2 separate regions of the Cricetulus griseus genome follow, and region 1 is linked to region 2. The links are chromatin contacts, called in public Micro-C maps. All regions are on one chromosome and are shown on one strand. The core of a region is the stretch at or near the end of the contact, and the rest is flanking DNA. Distances in the headings are between cores, read along the strand shown.

The links. A called contact is a pair of places that touch in the nucleus more often than the background predicts.
Region 1: a Micro-C map of the CHO-K1 cell line shows a contact between it and region 2, with 4 times the contacts expected there. The contact joins the promoter of Stam2 here to the enhancer-like site in region 2. A contact is called at or near these places in 2 of 8 Hi-C or Micro-C datasets (both in the CHO-K1 cell line).

Annotation. Positions count from the first base shown.
Region 1 is chr6:121,614,282-121,619,255 of CriGri-PICRH-1.0, reverse strand. Stam2 (signal transducing adapter molecule 2) reads right to left here and starts at 1,963. Exons shown (of 13, transcript XM_027420434.2): 1 at 1,826-1,963. The coding sequence starts at 1,865. LOC118239057 (a long non-coding RNA gene) reads left to right here and starts at 2,086. Exons shown (of 2, transcript XR_004770487.1): 1 at 2,086-2,364; 2 at 2,475-2,817.
Region 2 is chr6:121,367,400-121,371,745 of CriGri-PICRH-1.0, reverse strand. All of the region lies in intron 1 of Fmnl2 (formin-like protein 2), which reads left to right. Among named protein-coding and RNA genes, the nearest start is that of Fmnl2, 140 kb to the left of the region's middle. Within about 2 kb of position 2,210, at least 1 of the 6 cell types and tissues checked has open chromatin away from gene starts, as enhancers often do. A contact at or near this core is called in the CHO-K1 cell line, where this site is marked.

The DNA of each region.
Region 1 (4,974 bases), core at 714-3,213, 250 kb before region 2:
GAAGTCAAGACACACTGTAAAAGAACTTTGCTGTAATGCTCAAGTCAGATAATGACTTGCTTTGTACTATTTAACATTTCTGCATTAAGAGTCCTTAAGGTCTGAAAACTAGAACATGTAATTTTTCTCTGATGTAAGTTTCAGACCAGTCTGAGCTCCTTAGAATTTCATTCCCTTTTTTCCCTAGTTGCATTCATTTGTCTAGGTGGGCCTCCATCAAACTCATTCTTTCACCCTTAACTTGACATTTTGGAAACTGAATTTAGTCATGTGAGAGCTGATGAAGAAACACTTCAAGTTCTAGTTGACATAGCCCATGATATATCTACACAGGTTGTTTGTTTGTTTGTTTCTGTCTGAAGATCAGAGCCTAAGAAATCTACACTAAACTATGATGCAAGGATTTCAGAAACCACTGAGGGAAAAGTTTAGAAACATAAACTGGGCAGAGTAACTCAGACTACTGCTACCAGAAATGTTTGCAATAAGAACACAACAGGCTTCCATGAACTATTTCCTAGAAGAAAGAGTTCACAGGTTTTATATTTTAAATACCCTGTCTTGGGCTGGAGAGATGGCTCAGTTCATATGGTGGCTCATCCGACTCTGTAACAGCAATGCCAGGTGATCCAACATGATCTTCTGACCTCCTCAGACACAACAAACAAGTGACAAACTTAGCATACAGAAAAAACACCCATGCACATAAATAAAAGAAAAAATAAAATAGCCTCCTCTGTTTTGCCTTTTCTGATTCATTTCATTACAGCAAAATGAAAGCTTTTACAGTAAGACATGCAGGTCTCAAGCCTAGTGGAGGCCCAGACTTGGAATCCCAGAATTCTCGATGCTAAAACAGAGGTTTTGGGAATTTGAAGCCAGCTTGGACTATATACAGACTCACTGTGAAAGTTAAATTAATTCAATAAAAATTAAAAAGTGCAATGCCTCACGTAGGTAATGTAATAAAAGAACAATTATCCCAAATCAGCGACTAAGCCTCAACATGCTTCCTATATAATTAGTCTCCCATACACTTGAACATGACTTGTGAGAGTTGTAGAACAAAATGAGGCACTTTCTAGACTTCTCTTCACTAAGGAATTGTAACTGAACTGGTAGCTCACTGCTAAAATATGTAACATTTTGACTCAAAATCACTTAAATCCTAAAATGTCGCTAGGAGCCTGTTAACTACTGCTTCAAGAATACTGCCAGCCCGTTTGCTTTTACTGTTAATATTATGCTTACTCCATCCATCTTTTCCTAATTCTGAAAGACCTATACTACCTGAATAACCAGAAGTTTGACTCCAACAAACATCAGTTGTTCTGGGCTAATTAGAGATCCTGAGAGTCTTCCTTTTCATTCTCTGAGACTGGCTCTCGCAGCACATTCAGAACGTCAGTAAACATTGAAAATGCAACCATCAGAGCTTGAATGTGTTTATACGGAAGCGATGTGAGTTAAGCCTGGTGAGTCTAGGTTTCTGGTTCGGGACTACCCTAGGCAGCAGGATGGCCACCACTGCACTTTCTTCCAAGGGGAAGGGTGTTAACCAGCTCTGGAGAAATCAGGAAGTTTGTATCAGCAACTTGAGCCTCCAGCGATCCTGCCTTTTCCCCACTCCTGCTCTGGGTGACGAGAACAGCCCTGATAGGTACCCCAATCTCTGACAGGTAGGAGGTAGCCTGGCCAGAGACGCTCCGAGGCTGCCCCCCGCTGTCGAGAGCTGCACCGCCCCTTCGCTCTCCGCCTGGCTTCTCAGGCACCAGGACCGCCGCCCACTTTCCCCGGCGCGGACGGCGCAGGTCACCGTACTCACCCACGTCATGATCGAACGGGTTGGCTGTGAACAGAGGCATCGCGCCGGCATCCGAGGCTGAAATGCGACGGTCCGGCGGGGCTCCAAATACTCCCGCTGGGCGACCCGCGGCGGCTTCCTAGACGGCTGGCCAGGCCGTGCCCTCACTTCCGCCTCCGCGCCTGCCCCGCGCGCGCCTGTGCGCCCTGCGCCCGGCCGTCCTCTGCTCCAGCCCCGCCGGCGGGGCCGCACGACGGACGGCCGAGCACTAGCACCTGCAAAGCTCTCACCGCAGTCCTAAGGACGTAGCAGCCCCTGGCCCGACTGCTGCTCAGGCCAGGCGAAAGCCACGGTCACCTTGCCGCGGCGAGGACCCGGGCGAGCCTCGGAGGCGGGGTGGAACTTCGAGGCCGGAAGTTGTCTATGCTTGAGACGCTGGTGGCCGGCGAGCTTGCTGCGTCCCGGAGGCGAGGCGGAGTGCGCGGTCCCGGGATGTGGGTCCCTTCGCCCCAGACTATGACAGAGGCTCCATTCTCACCCGAGTACTACCTGGGTACCAGGTCAGGTCTTGGCCTCTGGGGCCGCGCGCGCGCGCTCCGCGTCCCGGTTGCTATGGAAACGGAACCGCTGGCCTATGGGGAGCGTTGAGAATCTGTCGATTGACTCCTAGGTTGCTGATGTTTGTTGGATCCTTCAGTTGACCAAGCACTCGGGAAAGCGAGCGCGGAGAGACTCTTCGCCTTCGCTTCTCAGCTCTTCAGTATGAAAACAAAGTTTGGACCAAGAAATACAGAGATGAGTGAAGGAACTGGAGAGAGAGCTCATCAATTAAGAGCCCTTGCTGGCAAAGTTTGGTTCTAGTCTCCACGGGGAGGGAAGGGGGGCGACGGGTAGAGCAGCCAGGAACTCTAAGTTCCAGGGAACCTGACACCCTCTTCTGGCCTTGGTTGGCATCTACACTCAGGTTCACATACTCACACTCAGAAACATAATTAAAAATCCTTATGCCCCGAGTTGTGTGTGGCTCATGCCATTAATCGCAGCACTTGGGAGGCAAGGGGCTGACGGATCTGAGTACTCTTCAAAGATGAGTGGAAGTACACTCTTGCTTTTGACTTGCTCAAGCTTTATAGTGCAAAAACATTTATAATGATTTGGTTGTTAGTAAGAGTCATAAACTCAGGTTCCCACAGGATCCATCCAGGCATTTAAGTGAATGTATTTGTGCAAACACCCTTCCTGCAAACCATGCCCTTTACTTCTCCACATATTTTGGTTCATATTTTGTTCATATCTTTTATCATTCTCTAAGGAACAACTAATTGTGGTATTTGTTTTCATTAGAGTATAAATTCCATGAGCTTTATTTACTATTATGAACCCAAGGACTAAAAAACAGTATCTGGCAAGTAGGTGATCAATAAATACTTTTAGAATGTAGCCCTGGCTTTTGAATTGAAAATCACACATCTAAAGCTGGGACCTTGAGCCAATGAAATGATTCAGTAGTAACAGCCCTCCCTGCCCAAGCCATAAGAGCTCATGTCCAGTCCCCAGAAAGCTACTATGGAAGGATAGAACCAAGTCCTGAAAAGTGACCTCACTCTTAAACAGTAGCTTGAGCACACCCAGATTCTCACACATCATAAACACACATATTTTTTTTAAAATTTGAAAGATTTTTAGGGTAGGATGTGGTAGTACAGACAGGTTGATATATGTTGAGTTCCAGGCCAGATAGGACTGCATAGTGAGACTCTCTCTCAAGTAAATTAATTAAAATAAACGTTTTTAGACTAAAGCTGGTAGCTACTAGTAAATATCAGCCATTTGTTGAAATGTTAGCCCTTCTGGGGCTCCCAATTTTTCAGTGATTTTTTAAATTGTGAGAATTACTTCTACATTTAAATATCTATGTATGGATTCTTGTATCAGTTTTGAGACAAGCTCTTCTGTAGTCCAGATTGACCTGTGTAGTGGAGGATTACCTTTCATATCTATACTTTAAATAAACAAAAATTATTTTCCAACCTTTAGTATTAGGAGATGTTAATAGAACCCTCACAGGTGAAGTAATCTGGAATGGTGAATACATTATCAGCTATAAAGTTAGGTTCACAAATATGATGGAATCAGATCAGGTGGTGATGGAGTATGCCTTTAATCCCAGCACTGGAAGGCAGAGACAAGCAGATATCTGTGAGTTTGAGGCCACCCTGATCTACAGGGCGAGTTCCAGGACAGCCATAAGCAAAGAAACCCTGTCTCGAAAAAATGATTGCTGCATGTGGGAAGCTGTGCCTGACCACGCCCTGAGCGTGGTAAAGGTGAGGTCAGAATGATGTGTAATAGGTTTTTAAGCCCCCCCCCCCCCGACAGGCATGGTCAGACACACCTGTAGCCAGCCCTTAGGAGGCATAGTTACGGTATCTCCCTACAGGAAGCTACTTTGTGGGGCTACAGTTGGAGCCAGCTAACTTGCCCAGTTCGTACCTGAGGGGGCAGTGTGAATTGAGAAAGGGTAGGTAAAGAAGTTAAGAGAAAGACAAAGACACAGGATAGAGTCAGGAGGGTAATCCAGTGACTACTGAATGCCCTGTGTTTATTCTTCAACATTCTTAAGTACCCAACCAAAAGGGGGGGGTGGTCATGGACAGGACATGGCAGAAGACTTCTGTTATCATGTATAAGGATCAAACAGACTTACTTCCCTTAATCCTCCAGGCATTTGGTAGCCACACCTGTTATCCAACTTGCAGAGTCAAGGGTAAACACACCTGAGCCCAAGTCTGTTGTTATTTAGATAAGACATCGACTACCAAGGCCTAAACATCCTGCAGTAGCCAAACATTAGACCTTTAGGTCTTTTGACTTACAAAGGACAGTTTTGAACTCTTTGACATTGAGGTGAGAAGAAGTGGACCCATCTTTATGGGCCCTAACAGCCCATAAAGTGAAAAACAAGAGCATTTATGCTAATTGACTGGTAAACACTGCGTGTCTACTGAATGCAAAATACTAATGGTGGGGACCGTGAGTTGATGGGGCATGAAAATAAATGATGGAAATACTTTTCTTTCAAGGAATTATATTCAGACAATGAGAGAATGACTTATGTAACTACTAGAAGAGAATTCATAAGAAAAAATTAGGAAAATGTCCATGAATAG
Region 2 (4,346 bases), core at 961-3,460:
AAGCCTAGAACTAGTGTGACCCACAGAGACACGGTGTGCATTTCTTGGTTGCTAGAATGTGGAGCCGTTTCTTTGTTATGGTGGCACTTTGTTGTTCTGGCTCTCCCAATACTGGTTTCTGGAGACTTGAGTGGTACTGTGTTGCACAACACCCCCTTCCTGCTGGACTTCAGCATCATCCGTGATTTACTGTCATGAGCCCCAGGCTGGTGGAAGTCAGCCTGTCTTTCCTTTTGCACAGGCGGGGGGTGGGGGGGAGGGGGGGAGACAGACAGACTGTTGACCTCTGAAGCAATACTGGGTTTATGTTCTCAGAGCTCACCCACTGTCAAGAAAACAGAACAGTGAAGGAGACAGTACTGACATCAGAGCCCGACAGCTTGGGTGGGGGAATCCCAAAAGAGAACATGTTGTTGTAGGCAACACCCAGAGGAAAATTGACAAACCTTGATAAGACTAGGTGGGGATTTCTGGGCCACCAAGAATGCACTTAAAAGTTGTCTTTTCAAACTCCTTCATAAGCATTTCTATTCTGTAGCATACAGCAAAGTCCTAACAGTGTCTTAAAATGGCATCAAAACTCAGAGTGCTACACCGGTAAAGTGAGTCCTTTAAATTAGCAAAATGTGCTTGGATTTGAGACAGATGGGATTAGTGGGGTCTTGGCAAGCCAGAGAAAAACTTCTGAGTCAGGCGCCACTCGGCTTTGGCCCATGCTGGAAATGAAGGCCCTTGTGGTGAGGGTTCCAGGTTTTCATGATCAGATGAAAATTTGTGTTTTTATATGAAATCTTCTACATTTCTCATGACATTTGACAGTTTTGAATGCTTTATGGGCAATTGAACAACTTACATTGATGTGTAGTCAAACCACATGGAGGTCCACGGTTGGTATACTCTCCTTAGAACTGTGTTTCTTGAAGGGCTGTCTTTTTCTATGTTTTGTCCTTACTATGTTGTTGACATATGGATATATTCAGTTTTACCACATGACAACATAGTGGGGTCAGATTTTCCCTGCATTGAGGAATGGTTCTATTGAAAGATAACGCAGGAAATATACTTCTGACTTTCCTAAAAGACATGTCTTGGAAGTTAAATGTTCGATTCTTTGTGAACTGCTATTGTCAGTGGGATTGTCTGGGAAAGGGGAATGGAGGTTTCATCCACTTACTATGTTTTTATTGATTTAGCTGGTAGAGTGGAGGCTTCATGGTGAACTGGGCAGCTAGTCCTGATGCCTGAGAATCAAAATCCCCCAAGATGTCCTGGGTTAAGTGAATTTAGGAGCATTTGTTTCCAGCATTAGCCAGTAAGAGATTCTGTTTCACTAGCCTTTTTTTCTTCAAATTTTGAGACTTTACTTGCCCCCGCCCCTTCCTTTAGGAGGAGACTTGTGAGTTTGTCTGGGGAATTTATATACTGTAGTGTCTCTCTGGTGGACTCAGGGTACCTCTAGGATTTAGATACTGACAAGAAGACACCATATATTCTTTGAATGTTATCCAAATGTTCTACTGATCCAAGTTTTAGAAATTGATAGTTTTCTGTGTGGAAATTAGTAACAGACTGTATTGTAGCAAGTATGGGAGGGAAAGTAGTGTTCATTGTTTGGCCTCACAGTGTACAAGTAGGCCTGAAAACAGATTTTAAACCATCAAAGGCAAGAAAGCACTGGTACACAGACTCTGTTTCCAGAGTCAATAGGCTGTGGAGTTTTTTTTGGGGGGGGCGGGGGGGGTTGTTTGTTTGTTTGGTTCTTTGAGACAGGGTTTCTCTGGGTAGCTTTGTAGACTAGGCTGGCCTCAAACTCACAGAGATCCAACTGCCTCTGCCTCCCAAGTGCTGGGATTAAAGGCATGGGCCACCACCACCAGGCAGGCTGTGGAGTTTGTAAACAGTTGCAGCATGGGGGAAGGTGGTAGCAGTGAAGATTTTATTTGAAGTACTTGCTTATCTGACTCTCTTCCCACTCAGATGCGGGAATGAAGTTTTGCCCTCGGAGTGCTCAATGGAAAAGTGCCCATGGGAAATCTTAACTGTGCAGAGCTGCTGATAATTGGATCCATTCTAATGTGCCAGGCACCATGCTTTGCCATGCATAGAGTGTAATTTTTTCCTCAATGGCCCTGGGATTAGAATACTATAGGGAGGAAGCAAGAATAAAAATGATTAATGGTCTTGAAATACCATCACATTTGAATCATGATTCTCCAGAAACTGAGTCAGAGGGATATGACATGATACTTTCATGTGTCACTGAGTTTTGTTGTATTTCAGTCATATATACATTATAGAAAATCAAAATACAATTAGCCCCCCCCCTCACACACACACATTGAAAAAGGATTGCATACCGCTGGTGTATATAATATGAGTCTAGAATAGATCTTATTTTACCAGGGTAAATGTTTTCTGTGTGCTGTGTAGCATGCAGTTTATATAGAACCTCTGGTGTGCATGCGTCGGTGGGGGGGGAGGGGGATCTCATATTTGGAATAAAATTTTATTTATCTAGTTGAAAATTGTGTGCAATCATTTTTCTTAAACAAGCCTCATCCAAGTCTTTAAAATAATTTCCTTTATGAAGCTTGGGATGAAAGTTTGGCAGTTTTCCACAGGGCTTTATTTTAGAATAGTTCTAGGAGATAATAATACAGAGCATGATGGAGTAAGGTGGTTTTCATCCAGGCTAGTGCCTGAAGCCTCTGCAGGTCACAGAACCCTTAATAGCTAAATAATTTTTTAGTTCTCTCTAGGCAAAAAGAACAACCTGTTTCACTTGCTCTAAATACTCATGTCTAAACAGCTAAGTATTTACTTAAGGAAGCTTGTTTGTTTTGTTTTGGCATGTCCTCATAACTCAGTGGCCATTTAAAAAAATGCATATAAATTATGAGGAAAAAAAAACACCTTCCTTTTATTCTTTAAAACAGCAGTTCTCAACCTGTGGGTCTTGACCCCTTTGTGGGGTTCAACGACCCTTCCACATTGGTTGCATATCAGATGTTTATATTATGATTCATAACAGCAGAATTACAGTTATGAAGTAGCAATCAAAATAATGGTTGGGTTATGGTTGGGGTCACCACAACATGAGAAACTATATTAAAGGGTCCCAGCATTAGGAAGGTTGAGAACCACCGCTTTAAAAGAATTGTGATTGCCTATGAGAAGTGTGCCTGCCTGCTGGGTACCACACAGCTTTGGTCTTTAATTCCCACTACTGATGCCCTCAGCTCCTCTTAGATTCTTACTTTCTCCTGTGGCTTGCTTTTGCTGAACCCTGCCTGGCCTTGACTAGACCCACCACCACCCACACCAGCACACCTGATAGTGCTGCTTTCTAGAGTTCCTATTGTAGGCTAGTAGTTTTCATAGAATCAGACAGATTTTCCTTACCATTTCATCCTTCAAACCTTAAAATCATGCCAGAGTTTGACATCATTGTAGTATACTAGGGCTTATTAGCATTCTGTTTTGGAATCATGATGCAGACATTTCTATTACATGGGAGAGGTTCTCCAGGGCACCATATTAAAGACCAAGGCTCCATTTTCCCCTTCTTCTTCCTTTAATTTGTTGTGCTGTAGACTGTATTCTAGTATTTCCTCAATAGATGAAGTTTCGTAAGCACCGTGTGAGCTCCATGAAACACCATTCATGTGCTCACTCATTTAATTTTTAATTGTCAAATTATTTCAGGATTCTTTGGTGGTAAACTAACATCCTTGTTATGCAGATTAGGGAACTAAAGTCAAAAGGTTATTTACCAGTCAACATATGGCTGGTGGTTATTCTAGGATGTATTAAAAATGTGGTTGGTGTGTGTGTGTGTGTGTGTGCGCGCGCGCGCATGCCCCCACATGCTCTTGTGCGTGCATGTGTACATCATTTGACTTTATGGTCTACCTAGAACCTCCATCTTCTGCCATACCCTTTCCTATAGGCACTACACCCAGATCTGTGTATATCTACCACGAGAAGTATTTTCAGTATTTCACAGTGATCCTGAGAATTTTTATTTTGTTGTTGTTGTTTGTGGGTTTTGTTATTGTTTGTAGATAACAATATTGAGCCTCAGAAATCTTGTACTTTCCATAATGAATCACTAGTAAGTAGAATTTGTGCTCTGGTGCAAAGGATTCCAACTACCAGGCTTGTGATTAAACTTTATTTCTACCATTTTAATCAGAAGACATTCTAAATCTTAGAGTCCTTTTGTCATTAAAACAAGATGGAGATATGATAATGCTCTTTGGGTGGATAAACTTTAATAAATCCTATTTACTTAGAAACCATGTATGGTATGTATGGCACCTCACTATCAAATAATGTCCCTATTG